5 separate regions of the Sus scrofa genome follow, and regions 2, 3, 4 and 5 are each linked to region 1. The links are chromatin contacts, called in public Hi-C and promoter capture Hi-C maps. All regions are on one chromosome and are shown on one strand. The core of a region is the stretch at or near the end of the contact, and the rest is flanking DNA. Distances in the headings are between cores, read along the strand shown.

The links. Promoter capture Hi-C pulls out the DNA fragments that hold promoters and counts their contacts. A called contact is a pair of places that touch in the nucleus more often than the background predicts.
Region 2: a contact with region 1 is called in a promoter capture Hi-C map of fetal liver, with 4 times the contacts expected there. The contact joins the promoter of ESYT1 here to the promoter of ATP5B in region 1. A contact is called at or near these places in 2 of 5 promoter capture datasets (fetal liver and liver), 1 of 47 Hi-C or Micro-C datasets (heart right ventricle) and 1 of 2 datasets of contacts at active chromatin or transcription factors (alveolar macrophages).
Region 3: a Hi-C map of liver shows a contact between it and region 1, with 7 times the contacts expected there. The contact joins the promoter of MYL6 here to the promoter of ATP5B in region 1. A contact is called at or near these places in 1 of 47 Hi-C or Micro-C datasets (liver) and 1 of 2 datasets of contacts at active chromatin or transcription factors (alveolar macrophages).
Region 4: a Hi-C map of liver shows a contact between it and region 1, with 8 times the contacts expected there. The contact joins the promoter of NABP2 here to the promoter of ATP5B in region 1. A contact is called at or near these places in 1 of 5 promoter capture datasets (liver) and 2 of 47 Hi-C or Micro-C datasets (heart right ventricle and liver).
Region 5: a promoter capture Hi-C map of liver shows a contact between it and region 1, with 2.6 times the contacts expected there. The contact joins the promoter of COQ10A here to the promoter of ATP5B in region 1. A contact is called at or near these places in 1 of 5 promoter capture datasets (liver) and 1 of 2 datasets of contacts at active chromatin or transcription factors (alveolar macrophages).

Annotation. Positions count from the first base shown.
Region 1 is chr5:21,991,108-21,993,708 of Sscrofa11.1, forward strand. It overlaps ATP5B (ATP synthase subunit beta, mitochondrial), which reads right to left and starts at 1,286. Exons shown (of 10, transcript XM_001929410.5): 1 at 1,048-1,286; 2 at 417-599; 3 at 4-178. The coding sequence starts at 1,276.
Region 2 is chr5:21,516,648-21,519,248 of Sscrofa11.1, forward strand. ESYT1 (extended synaptotagmin-1) reads left to right here and starts at 1,309. Exons shown (of 32, transcript XM_003126262.4): 1 at 1,309-1,806. The coding sequence starts at 1,423.
Region 3 is chr5:21,558,013-21,560,613 of Sscrofa11.1, forward strand. It overlaps MYL6 (myosin, light chain 6, alkali, smooth muscle and non-muscle), which reads left to right and starts at 1,313. Exons shown (of 7, transcript NM_001163997.1): 1 at 1,313-1,346; 2 at 1,610-1,637; 3 at 2,500-2,601. The coding sequence starts at 1,344. MYL6B (myosin light chain 6B) reads left to right here. Exons shown (of 8, transcript XM_003126266.3): 6 at 482-559; 7 at 709-746; 8 at 873-983. The coding sequence ends at 737.
Region 4 is chr5:21,623,353-21,625,953 of Sscrofa11.1, forward strand. It overlaps NABP2 (SOSS complex subunit B1), which reads left to right and starts at 1,302. Exons shown (of 7, transcript XM_005655605.3): 1 at 1,302-1,600. RNF41 (E3 ubiquitin-protein ligase NRDP1) reads right to left here and starts at 1,237. Exons shown (of 7, transcript XM_003481616.4): 1 at 1,039-1,237.
Region 5 is chr5:21,663,972-21,666,572 of Sscrofa11.1, forward strand. COQ10A (coenzyme Q-binding protein COQ10 homolog A, mitochondrial) reads left to right here and starts at 1,281. Exons shown (of 5, transcript XM_003126267.4): 1 at 1,281-1,625; 2 at 2,177-2,323. The coding sequence starts at 1,504.

The DNA.
Region 1 (2,601 bases), core at 36-2,535:
TACTGTTTGGTTTTGATGGGACCTCTCTCATCAATAGGTTCTCCAATGACATTCATGATTCTGCCCAAGGTCTCAGGCCCAACAGGAATTTTGATTGGTGCACCAGAATCTAGGACTTTCTGGCCTCTAACCAGGCCTTCTGTACCATCCATGGCAATGGTCCTTACAGTACTCTCACCTGTCAGACAGACATTGCAAGATTATACATAAAGACAAATTGACTTCATATTTAATGAAAAACAGCTGGCATCAAACACCTAAGTCAACCAAGACTCCTTCTCAGTATCTAAATGTGGCTTCAGGAAACTCAGAAGAACGAAAGTCATCTTGATAAAATCATCACAGAAGGAAGACAGCCTGGTTTTTTGGGATAATTGCATCGAAGACCTTCATTATTCTTAACATGTTGTACTTACCCAAATGCTGGGCCACCTCCAAAACCAGCCTGGTCTCCCTGCCTTGCACTTCCAGGGCATTTAGGATGGGTGGCAGTCCTTCATCAAACTGGACATCCACCACTGCACCAATGACTGCCACGATTCGCCCAGTGGCGGCGCCTGCCTTTGGCGATGGAGATGGTTGAGTGGCATAGTCTCTGGCTAACAGAAAAAAAAAAAAAAGATATTGGAAGATGATAGGGTCAGGACAGTTAAAGGTCAGAAGGACTGGTGAATTGAGCCCAGGCCCGGCCTCCTTCCGTTTACACGGAAGGCGGGTCTAAAGGGAGGGCCCCGCTAGAACAGAGAAAGTGCCTGCACCATCTTGCCATTCTCATGCACAAAATCTCATTATTTGAGAGGTCGGTGTCCGCACTGCACCGGAAGGTCAATGCACCTGCCTGCACTTTTCGTTCACACAACGCCCCTCTTCCAAAATGTGACTGAACTATATCATTTTTGTTCTCCTGCAGTTTAGAGGACAAGGCAGGGGATCGGGCGTTTTCTTGCACCACAGACCCTTAGGCCCGAGAGTCTATCTCCCCCCCACCCCCAGCTCAAGGTCATGAGGCGACAGAAACGAAACCAGCTCCGAATGCAAGGCACTTACCAGGCTGGAGCGCTGCCGGAGCGGCCCGCAGTAAGAGCTGGGCTTGGGGTAGCGGCGCTGAAGGGCTGAGTCCCCGCAAGGCCCCAGAGGCCGAGGCAGAGGCCACACGACCCACAAAGCCCAACATGGCGGAGCCCGGGTAGAGACTGAGCGCTGCAGCAGTCTGGCCGCCAACTCCCCGCAGTTGGGGGCGGGGCCTACTCTGCAGTAGGCACGTCCGTTGGATCATCTTGCTGCTTATCACTCTCAGCATCGCTCCTATAGGCTAATAATCTCTCTTCATCTCAATCATTGGCCAAAATTGGTGCTAATCTGAATTCCTTTTTTTTATTGGACAGTGTCCGGTTGAGTGCAACCCTCAGAGCCTCCAAATGCAATTGGACAACAGGTATGTCAGTTGGAAAGATTACTTGGCGGAACTGCGTTTGGGGAAGGGGCCGAGTTCCTGTGAGGAAGCACGTGGGCTGTCTTTGGCTGTCCTTGGGCTCTCTCCTTAGATAGGACCTTGAGCTAGGTGACAGCCTCCCGCAAGGTTAGGGAAGTGGTAGCGTCGTAAAGCACCACAAACAATGACCTTGGCTAACGCAGGAGTCAAACACAGTTTTTATTTGCAGTAGTGACATTGGAAGCTTTCAGACAACTCAGCAGTTGAGGAATCTGGACAGAATTAAGGCTACAATGAAATTAATGTAACCAGTCGTATAAAAAATATATGCTAGACATTCAGAAGGCAAAGATAAGACTTAGGATTTCACTTTTAAAGAAAAACATTTGGAGGAACTTCCCGTCGTGGCGCAGCGGAAATGAATCCGACTAGGAACCATGAGGTTGAGGGTTTGATCCCTGGCCTCACTCAGTGGGTTAAGGATCCGGCGTTGCAGTGACCTGTGGTGTAGGTTGCAGACGCGGCTTGGAACCCGCGTTGCTGTGGCTCTGGCGTAGGCTGGCGGCTACAGCTCCGATTAGACCCCTAGCCTGAGAACCTCCATATGCCGCGGGAGCGGCCCAAGAAAAGACAAAAAAAAAAAAAAAAAAGGAAAAGAAAAAAAAGGAAAAACATTTGAACAAAAAATGCAATAAGGAGTACCTGTGGCGGCTCAGCGGTAACCAACCTGACTAGGAACCATGAGGTTGAGGGTTTGATCCCTGGCCTCGCCCATTGGGTTAAGGATCTGGCGTTGCCGTGAGCTGTGTTGTAAGTCACAGATGCAGCTTGGATCCTGCGTTGCTGTGGCTCTGGCATAGGCCGGTGGCTACAGCTCTGATTAGACCTCTAGCCTTGGAACCTCCATATGCCACAGGAGCAGCCCTAGAAAAGGCAAAAAGACAAAAAACTAAAACAAACAAACCCAGCTCTGATTAGACCCCTAGCCTGGGAACCTCCATATGTCACAGGTTCGGCCCTAAAAAGACAAAAGACAAAATAAAATTAGGATAATTTCACGTTGTCTCAAAAATTAAGTACATTAAAATATAAAAGAAGCATTCAGAACAGTGCCTTTTGACTTAGTGCTAAGATCCTTTCGTTTAAGAGTTCCTGCTGTGGGTCAGCGG
Region 2 (2,601 bases), core at 59-2,558, 470 kb before region 1:
CCTGCAGTGCAATGTAGAATTTAGTTCTACATCTGACTGTATTCTAAACCTTCCTTATAACTCAGGCAAATGAGAAACAGGATTGTCTCTTTACCCTTGATTCCCATTTTATTGGTTGTGTTTTTTTTGTTTGTTTTTTGGGGTTTTTTGGTTTTTTTTTTTTTTTTTTTGTCTTTTTAGGGCTGCACCTGTGACATATGGCGGTTCCCAGGCTAGGAGTCAAGTTGGAGCTGTAGCTGCCAGCCTGCACCACAGCCAGGAGGGATCTGAGTCACGTCTGAGAACTACAGCACAGCTCACGGCAATGCGGGATCCTTAACCCACTGAGCAAGACCAGGGATCGGATAGGCAACCTCATGGTTACTAGTCGAGTTTGTTAACCACTGAGCCACGACTGGAACTCCGGATTTCCCACTTCAGTGTCCTAGCCGTTGTCAAGGGTCAGGAAATTCTTGGAAAATGTAATCGTTTCTGCTGCAGCTGAGCCCCCTCGCCCCCCACCAGCCAATTTAATTTTAATCTTTAAAACAGAGATGATTAACTCTTGGAGATAGAATGAACTGAAGAGATTTCTAAAGGAAAATAAATCTTCACTTCCTATTCACTCCCTTTTTTTTTTTTCCCTTCTGTTGCCTGAAGGCTGGATTATCTCAACCCTTAATTCTCCGATTCTCGTTTTCTCCAGTCTGTCGCTGCAACCCATAGACCAGGTAGAGGACTGGGAACAGGATAGACAGGGTCAGTCATCAACACTTTCATTCCAAATAGGGTAATTTCCTTTCCTTTTGTAAGGACAGCGAGAAAAAAAAAAAAAGGGAAGGATAAGGAATGTGCTTAAAGTATGAAAACTAGGGAAAGCTGACAAATGAACATGTAGGATTTCCAGGCCAAATCCTGCCCAAATTGTCCGAATGGTGTGTAAGGGAATCCCGACCCTCCACAACCCCTCAACTTCGCGACTCCAGCTGCCTCCAATACGAAGTAATTGGCGGTGCGGCTCTGCATGACGTCATACCACAGGCACTCCAATCCCACGTGGGGGAGCTCCCGGTCCCGCCTCTCTCCTTTAAATGGTACGCCGCGCCTCCTTCTCTTTCTAGCTAATCATATGCTGCTCTTTAGCCTTTTTCCTTCTTTTCCCGCCATCCCACACCGCTCATCTTGGCACTCTGGTCCAATCAGCAAGGTCCTGCCTCTCCCGAGCCCTTTCCCTTACCCGCGGAAGGGGGCGGGGCTTCGAGCGTTTGACTCCACCTTGGTCTATGCGGCGCGGACCAACCCGAACCATCAGGATGAGGGGGCGTGGCTTTAAGTCCCCTCCCCCATTCTGGGGTTTTTGGTTCGTAAGAGGGGAGCTGGTCGCAAGGCTAGGCAACCTCTAGTCGGTCTCTGGGCCGGGCGTGTCCTCCCAGAGGCGGCACCATGGAGCGCTCTCCTGGAGACCGCTCCAGTCCCGTGGACCAACCCTACGCTCCCTCCGACCCCCCTGACCAGCCCCCCGTTGCTCCCACAAAGCCGGACCAGAGTTCTGGGAACCAACCTGCTGGACCAGGCGCGGCGGGTGAGGCCCTGGCTGTGCTGACTTCCTTCGGGCGGCGGTTGCTGGTGCTGGTGCCGGTGTACCTAGCCGGGGCCATGGGACTCAGCGTGGGTTTCGTGCTCTTCGGCCTCGCCCTCTACCTGGGCTGGCGCCGGGTCCGCGAGGAGAAAGAACGGAGCCTTCGAGTAGCGCAGCAGCTCCTGGAGGATGAGGAGCGGCTCACGGCGAAAACTCTTTACATGAGCCAGCGAGAGCTACCTGCCTGGGTGAGCGACCACCCTCAGTCCTCGGTGCAGCATAACCCCCTTTGGCCCCTCAGTCCTAGGGCTCTTCCTGCCTATCCCTAAAGTCAGCTTCCCACCTTGGGTTGATGGGCCCCAGACTTTCCCCTGTGGCCCGCTAACCGCCTGCCTTCTGGGACGCGCCACTCTTGGGACCTACTGTTCATTATCCCCCCTCCCCCTTTCCGCACGCCCGGATCCCGATTCTTTCATGGAATCAAGACTTCTTCCTCTACGCTTGGGCAAGAGCAGTAATAACATCTGGGGAGCCCGTCTCAGCCGTGGCTCTTCCCTCAACCAAGCCGCTCAAAGGCCCCTCCTCGTTTCTGGTGCCACTCACTCTTGGGCATCCCCAGTCCCGCTCAGAGGGTGCCCTCATCTTTCCTGTCTTCCCCAAGATTTTTTTTTTTTTCTTTTAACCTATTTAAGCCGATAAGGTTGTTCTCCCTTTCCCGCTCTTGTCCTCGGGTATCCCGGGAGCATTGCCCCGTCGAGGCCCCCCGCACCTGGACGCACCCTAAGGCCCTCGTCTTCCAGCCTTAGGCGGCCTGGCCGCAGCGCAGCGGAGGCGGCTGCTGGACAAAGGGCGGGGTGCTGGGGGGGAGGGTAATGCGACTGCTGCAGTGCCCGCTACCCACACTCCACCGCCCCGGCCCCACCCTTTTCCGGACTGGGCTGCGCTTGGCTTGTTTGGTTGGGGCCAGGACCCTATTCCTACAACCCCCTATCTCGTGGTGAGGAACTCAGATGGCTCAGGCCTTGCAGAGGCCGAGCCGTTAC
Region 3 (2,601 bases), core at 63-2,562, 430 kb before region 1:
GGCAGGGACCAGAACTGTGGGGTGGAGAGGAGGGGGTGAACCAAGAAGAAGGTTAGCCAAGCAGGCAGAGCCAGGGAGGGATTACTGTCCTGGAGGTCATGGGCAGAAGACCGAGAAGGTCAGAGCCTGCTTCTGGGGTACAGATGCCTCCCAAAGGGCAGAGGAAAGGGGATGAGATGGGAGATCTGAGCTTCTATTTTGGAAGAGATGGTTGGCCTCTGTGATATGGTATGTGTCTCTTAATCCTCTGAAATTCAGTTTCCTTGTCTGTGGAGCTTTCACCAGGTGTAACTGAGGTGAAATGGAAAGCAAGATGCTGGGAGGCATTCAAGGCATGCGCATTACAAGGACAGGATTCTCTTGGGGGACTGTTGCTATGGGCAAGTCTCCAGGGTGGGAGAAGAGGTACCACCCAGAAGAATGAGGCCTGGGTTGATGAGGGAGGGAAGGCAGGGGCTAAAACGCTGTGTCTGGGGTTTAGGAGAGAGGATGACTGAAGAGGAGGTGGAGACAGTTCTGGCAGGACATGAGGACAGCAACGGCTGCATCAACTATGAAGGTGAGCGGCTAGGAGCTGAAGAGACAGGGGAAGAGGGGAAGCATGAGGCTCCTCGTATGTGGGGGCGCGTCCTGTGGCCCAAATTATCTAAAGTCAGATGGATTATCAAGACCATCTTCTGAAGCCCCTCTTGCCTCCTCTCTCTGCAGCCTTCCTGAAGCACATCCTGAGCGTCTGAGCTCTACAGGTAGGGCCCTCCCACTTCGCCTTGTGAGGCCAGCCTGCTTCCCTTCCCTCTACCAGAGACATACGTTTCCACGTCCTGCTGCGCGCTTGAGCTCCAGGATTTGGCAACGTTCATCTTTTTCCACAGGTGCAGTGGGGCTCGACAAGGAGTCCCCCTACCCCTCGCGGGCGAAAGCAAGTTCCTGCCGCTAGGAGGCCACCTATTGTTTCAAAATAAAGTGACGGTTCCTCCCCTAAACCTCCGACTCTTGCTTTCTTCAGAGGTGGGGGAGGGAAGGAAGGAAAGGGAGGGATCTCCTCTCCCAAATCCGACATCCCCCGATTTTCCTGCGGCTCGCAGGAGGAGATTCCTTGCGCCCCACCCCACCCTCCTCTGCGGTTTCTGTGCCCCGGGTAGGACTATTCTGAAAAATGAGCCGCAGCGGGCCCCGCCCACCTCCTTACTAATGTAGCAGCAGCATCTGCATAAGACCGGGCCAGGATCCCTATTGGCTGGGTCAACGGAGGGTGACGTCATTGGGACGTACTAAGACTAGGGTTGGGCCGAGAACCGGAGCCATTACTGCAGGAAAAGGTCCCGCAGAGCCAAGCAGTCAAGATGGTGGGGCCCGGGGCTGGGAGGATGAGCGGGATTGGGGGCGAGAGGCGGGAAGCCGGGGGTAGGGGGCGAAGAGAAGGCAGAAGGTAGGGGGCAAAGGGACTTGAGGGTTGGAGGTGGGGTTGGAGATGTTGAGAGCCTGCCCTGCTGGGAAGCGAGAGTGCCCAGGATGGAACAGGAGTTCGTGGTTCAGAGTTCTTGGGACGGGGCTGGAAGCTTGGGGGATTGGAGTTAAGATGCTGATCGCTCCCCTCTTCTCCGAGCAGTGTGACTTCACCGAGGACCAGACCGCAGGTAGGTAATCTCTGACCCCGCTGAGGTCATGCTTAGGGAGAGGGACATTCCTTCTAGCACCTACCCCCTACCTGTCATTTCTTCAGCACCCACAAGGGAGTACCTCGTGGATTCCCTTCTCCCTCCTTCTGGGCCTCCATTTTCTTTTCTCAATCTTTCTTCCTCCCTCCCTTTCTACTCTAGATCTGAGCCCCAAGCACCGGGTGAGTTCTGTAGGTGGTGTGAGCATGTGAAACAGCTTGGCCACCAATGTCTGCCGTGTGTGGGGCTCGGGAGTGATGTATTAAGCTGCTTGTGCTCCTCTGTTCCTTAATCACCTCCTTCTGCCTCTTCTCTCCTCCTGTGCTAACTTTCCCCCTCCCCCAGCTTGGAATTGTGAAGGTTGTAAGAAGCAGTGACCTGTTGTTTTGCTGGTACAGGGGAGTTTGTTGAGGACGCTTCTTTGCAGCTATACTCTCTGAAAGATTTCTTTCTGTACTGAAGGGGTGAGAGTGGCAGGCTGGGATGACCCCAGTCCCAGGCTGCTGCTCCCACTTCCTTATAAGGACAAGGCCCAGACTGGGCGGTGGCAAATTCCTGCCCTGAGTACTGTAGTGAGGAGGCTGGGCAGGCTTGCTGTAGGCAGAGGGGGTATGGAAATGGCAGTTACCACTCTGCCAGGGCTTGAGGAGAGCTGTCTTTATGTGGGACACCTGAGTTGGGAAGAAGGGACACTAGATCCCTCTTAGAGGGCTTGGGTGTACAGTGGTATAAATATCTGGTTTCCTCAGCGTGATTAAAGTTGAATGGGCAACGGGGACTGTGAGGGAGGGTTTGGGTTCATCTGTGCCTGCCAGGTGCTGATGTTTATCCGAATCCTCAGAGTTCAAGGAGGCCTTCCAGCTGTTTGACCGAACAGGGGATGGCAAGATCCTGTACAGCCAGTGTGGGGACGTGATGAGGGCCCTGGGCCAGAACCCCACCA
Region 4 (2,601 bases), core at 52-2,551, 370 kb before region 1:
GCAGTAATAGAATGCCAAGTAAATTCAGACGGCCCATGAGGCCCAGGAGGAAATGCCTGAAAGAAACTTTCTTCCCCAATACTGGGAACCCGCCACAGCCGCAAAGTCGGCTGGACACACAGGGCAGTAATATTACTGCAACACTCAGATTCCCTCCATGAGTCTTACCCCATTCCTAACTAGGGGAAAACTATCAGCCTGCAACACTATCAGCTTCTTGTTCTATTGTCAGACTAAAACCACCTGTATAGAAAGGGATTAGACTATCACTATCACAGCCCGGTCCCTAAGGACAGTGGCTCAGTGGTCTCATTAACAGCCACATTTGCTACCAGGTGGAATGAAGTTACTTTCTGAATGGGGAAGATGTCTGTCTGTCCCAATGCCAAACACCCTCACCCCTCTCAGCTTTCTGCTCCTTCTCCAGCCCCCTCCTCCTCACTCCTCAATTTCTCTTACGCTTTGGCTTGGAGAAGGCTTTCTGGTGTGTGAAGCCCGCGAAGAGGGACTGGCTGCAAACTCAAGTCACGGATGTAAGGAATGTGAGATTCCTTCATGGAGGGGTGGGAGGGAGAGAGGGGAAAGGAATGGAGGAGGAAGACAAGGCTGCCAAAGACAAGGCATGGGAGAGGAGCCAAGCTATGGCGCTTCGAGGGCGGGGGTTCAGGTTCCACCGCCCCTGCGCAGGCTGTCCCCCAGATGGTTCCCTGCTTACCCTTCCGGCCCGTCAATCACTGTCCATTTAAATACCACGTTGTGCACCCAAATCCCGGCCCCCCCCCCCGGTCCTCCAGCCGGCCTAGGCCCCCTCTCGTACTTCTTAAGGCTCCCACACTCCAATGGGCCTCCCCAACAAGGCACCCTCCAGCGCTCCTTTACCACCTCTGGACTCCTCCCTTCCTCCATTTTTCATCTTTACTCCCGTCCCTTCGCCTGACCTCCAAAATCTCGAACCCCGGTCCCAATCCCCCTGGGACATCGCCCCCTCCCCTCCCACGCCCTCCTTTAGGTGGGAGCCTGCGCAGGCGCCGTACGCACCGCCCTGGAAGCGGTCTGGACTCTCCGTGCCCCGACCCGTTGGAGTTGAGGCCGCAGCAGCCACGGGATAACCCTGGTGCCGGGTGCCAGCCTATCCTGGGAGGGGAAGGGGAAGGGGAAGGAGAAGGAGAGGGGATAAGGTTCCGACCACTCGTCGCCTTGTGAGACTGAGCCTTGGCCCCGCCCACCGCTGCTACGCAACCTGGCGGAAACTCGTCACCAAGCCCCGCCCCTTTGTTTAACTCAGCCTTGGGCTAGAAACCACGAGCGGCCAACGAGGAGAGTGAGGGCTAGCCAGGCCTCCGTTCCACACCGGAAGTCTTTATGGTCCCAGCGAGAACTGTATAGCCATTTGGGAGGAAGGACTCTATGTTCTTCCGTGCTTGAAAGTCGGGGGCCGAGCTGGAGGCCGACTCTCCCGGAGCGCGAGACTTCTATTTCGAAGGGTGCACCGGTTCCGTGCCCTAAAGCTGATGCGGCTTGGTGCGAGATCGTCGCTAGGAGGCCGGCCTGCAGTGTGACCTGCCGTCTGCCCGGCCCCTCTCCCGTTTCCAGAGCTGTGGTCAGCATCCCGGAGCCGATCTTATGACTCATAGTCATGGGAATGGATACTGTAGTCAACAAGGCGACCACGGGGTGGGGAATGAGGGAGTGTCTGATCGGAAAACTTTGATCTAGGGTGCTCAGCGGGTTGCCTGCCTCTCCTAGCTACACTCCTGCGGTATTTACGTCGACCTTCCGAACGCTCGTACAGTTCCTTGAAACACCTAAGGGGAGAGAGGGAGATAAAATGCTCCTCTTCTGGGGTTGTGGTTTGATTTCCTTAGGGTACAACACCGTGGCTGGGGGTGTGGGAGGGAGAGAACCTGAGCTCCAAGGAAAGTCAAGGTGGAGTCTAAAGCCCTCTAGGAGAAGGTAAGGGATTGATTAAGCAAACCAAAGCATTACAATCATATAGCCTCTTAGGCTAATCTGATATTAAGCAGTATTTATTATGGATATTCTCTAAGCAAATAGTAATACACATGTATGTACATTGTTTATATGTGATTGGTTTATACACTTTACAGAGCTAGCTACCTTTTGTTGATTATGAAACAAGTCTCAAAGGAAACTACAGATTAGGGCTTCTTCAGCCCTCAGGGGGGACCCTGAGATCTAGTGAGATAAGTGCATTAGAAACTGTGTCCATTAGAAACTGATTCCTTTGCAAACTGGTGAGGTGGTGCAACGCCTCGATTGCGTGCTGCTCTGGTGGCTCAGCCATTCCTGGAATATGCCGAAAAAAAAAAAAAAAAAAAAAAAAAAAAAAAAAAAAAAAAAAAAAAAAAAAAAAAAAAAAACTGATCAAACTGTGAGGGACTAATGCAAATGTTGTTCTCTGTGCCCCAATTCCATTACTTCCAAAGGATGTGGGTGTGTGTCTATTGTCTCCCGTGTGAGTGCGACTTTCTCCAGAGACCTTGACCAAGCTGGATAATGCATGAAAGATGAGGAATCTAAATCAGAAATAAAGATGCAGGTTAGAGAAATTGGAGAACAGGAGGAAACTGCCTGCTGTGT
Region 5 (2,601 bases), core at 31-2,530, 330 kb before region 1:
GACCCCAAAGTAACAGTCTTTGTTTTTCTTTTGGCAGTTACCCCCAGCAGGTGTTCTTATGCCAGCAGGTGGAACACGTGCCTTAGCAGAGACCCAAGCTGTTGTAGTGACAATGGCTGTATCCTTAACCTCTTGAGCCACAAGAGAACTCCTTTTCTGGGGGGAGGGGGCATCTGCAGCATATGGGAGTTCACAGGCTAGGGGTCGAGTCAGAGCTGCAGCTGCCAGCCACAGCCACAGCAACACAGGATCCAAGCCATCTCTTGGACCTACAACCACAGCTCATGGCAACGCTGGATCCTTAACCCACTTAGCAAGGCCAGGGATCAAATCCTCATCCTCATGGATGCTAGCTGTATCCCCTCACCCTCACAACACTACTCAGCTAAAGATTTCCTGAATGTGGAGGGCATGGCTAAAGATTTATGCTCTGGAGTTCCCATTGTGGCGCAGTGGTTGATGAATCCGACTAGGAACCATGAGGTTGCGGGTTCAATCCCTGCCCTTGCTCAGTGGGTTAACGATCCGGTGTTGCCGTGAGCTGTGGCGTAGGTCGCAGACGCGGCTGGGATCCTGCCCTGCTGTGGCTCTGGCTTAGGCTGGCGGCCACAGCTCCGATTGGACCCCTAGCCTGGGAACCTCCATATGCCGCAGGAGCGGCCCAAGAAATGGCAAAAAGACACACACACACACAAAAAAAAGATTTATGCTCTAAAGACTAAAGCAGAGAGGCTTGAATTGCACTGCAATAGCATAAACATCTTTTTCTTTCTTTTTCTTTTCTTTTTTTTTTTTTTTTTGGCTGTACCTACAGTTCTCCGGCCAGAGATCGAACCCTGCCACCTGAGCTGCAGTGACAATGCTGAATCCTTAACCCACTGAGATACAAGAGAACTCCCTCTATAAATATCAAAAGAGAAAACTACGCAAACTCTTATCCCAGAGCTTGGAAGGTTAATTTAATTTTCTTTCTCAAAGATACTAGGCACTATGGAGGCTACAAAGATCAAAGGAACTTCTAACTATAAACAAGGCAAAATATGGTAAAGGTTCTAAGAAAAACATTCAGAAGACCCACGGGCTTCTGCAGTCGACAGGCCCATGAAGTCGCCTCTGTGCTTATGTATCAAGTCTGTGACTACGGACTCGCTAAATTAGTTTCCCTGGCGACCTCGTTCTGCATCCTTTCAAACACTAACTCCAGCTCCCTTTTCTCGCCAGAGGTGCGAAACTACATCTCCCGACAGGCCGCGTGGTCCCCTTCCTTCCCCCCTCTCCGGGTCCTGAGCCATGGCAACAGCGTGACGTGGGGGTACTGAGAGCCGCGGGAGCAGCGGTCGCGGCTTCAGTTCTAGGCTACCCAGTCGCCCGGGCGGGAGGAGCCGCCGGCCCGGCCCTCGGGGGCCCTGAACTCGCCCAGCGATCGCTTCCCTCCGCTCTTCCTCTGGAGTGAGGAAGGCGCAGCGGGTATCAGAGCCAAAAGGGCAAGGGAGGGTCGCGCGCATGGCCTCGGCGGGCGCGCGGCGGCTCCCGGCGGGTACGCGCGCCGCTGCCCGGGGTTGCGGTGGCTTCTCTGTGCGCCCGGCCCCGCCCCCGGGCCCTCTGCGACCGCCAGGACCAATGAGGTGAGACGGTGGTGCGGGAGGCAGCGCGCGAGCAAAGAGGGTCTTCCAGTACCCCGAAGTTCCGTGATGGAGGGTTGCGAGTCTGGCTGCAAGCGCAGCGTGGACGGCAGCGGCACCGTGGCATCTAATGCAGAGCTTTGGGGACTCTTTTGCGAGTTTTTCGCGAGGCGGAGTCCCCAGGGTGGGTACCGAACCACTTCTTGCCCCTCATGGGCATCCTGCACCAATGCGGTTGGCGAGGCTCAGCGGACTATGATGTTTCTTTAGAGCCCTCGCATTCAGCAACAGCGTACCCTCCAGTCTAAGGCAACTGGAGCTTCGCACGCACCCCGCTTTTTCCCATCTCCTCTCTGGGCACTGTCCTCAGCCGCCCTCGACCTTTTCGCACTCGTGACTGCCTGGCTGGGGAGCTTGGCGGGCTGCAGCAGGTGCTAGGGGGAAAGCTTGTCTGGACGACCTTCCTCGGGGATATGCCCCTCTTCACTTTCACCTGGTTGAGGAACACAAGGAAAGATTCGTGACGTTTCTCTCTCCTTTCCTTTTGGCCTTAGATTTCTGATGTCCTGCAGCCTCTTCTTGCCCCGGGCTGTCCAGGTCTTGGCGGCTGAGGCTGACTTATCTCCCAGACGTTCCTTTATGGGCTTTGCTGCCCCCTTCACCAACAAGCGAAAGGCTTACTCCGAGCGTAGGATCATGGGGTGAGCATCCTCTCCTGTTTAGCTTCTCTGCACATTCCCTTTCCCTCTAAACAAAAAACTATGTCCTGGCTAGAACATAAGGATGGCGATAGGGGGCAGGATTCATCCCTGGCCATCCCATTCTCCCCAGCTATATTACCGATCCTTTATCCTCCTCTGTCGGCCTTAATTTCCCCCTTCTTTGTTGCTGTGCATTAAGTGAAATGTGACTAGAGTTGGACAACATGACAACAGGGTATTATTTCTCTGCTGACCTGACTTTATTATTCTGAGCACAA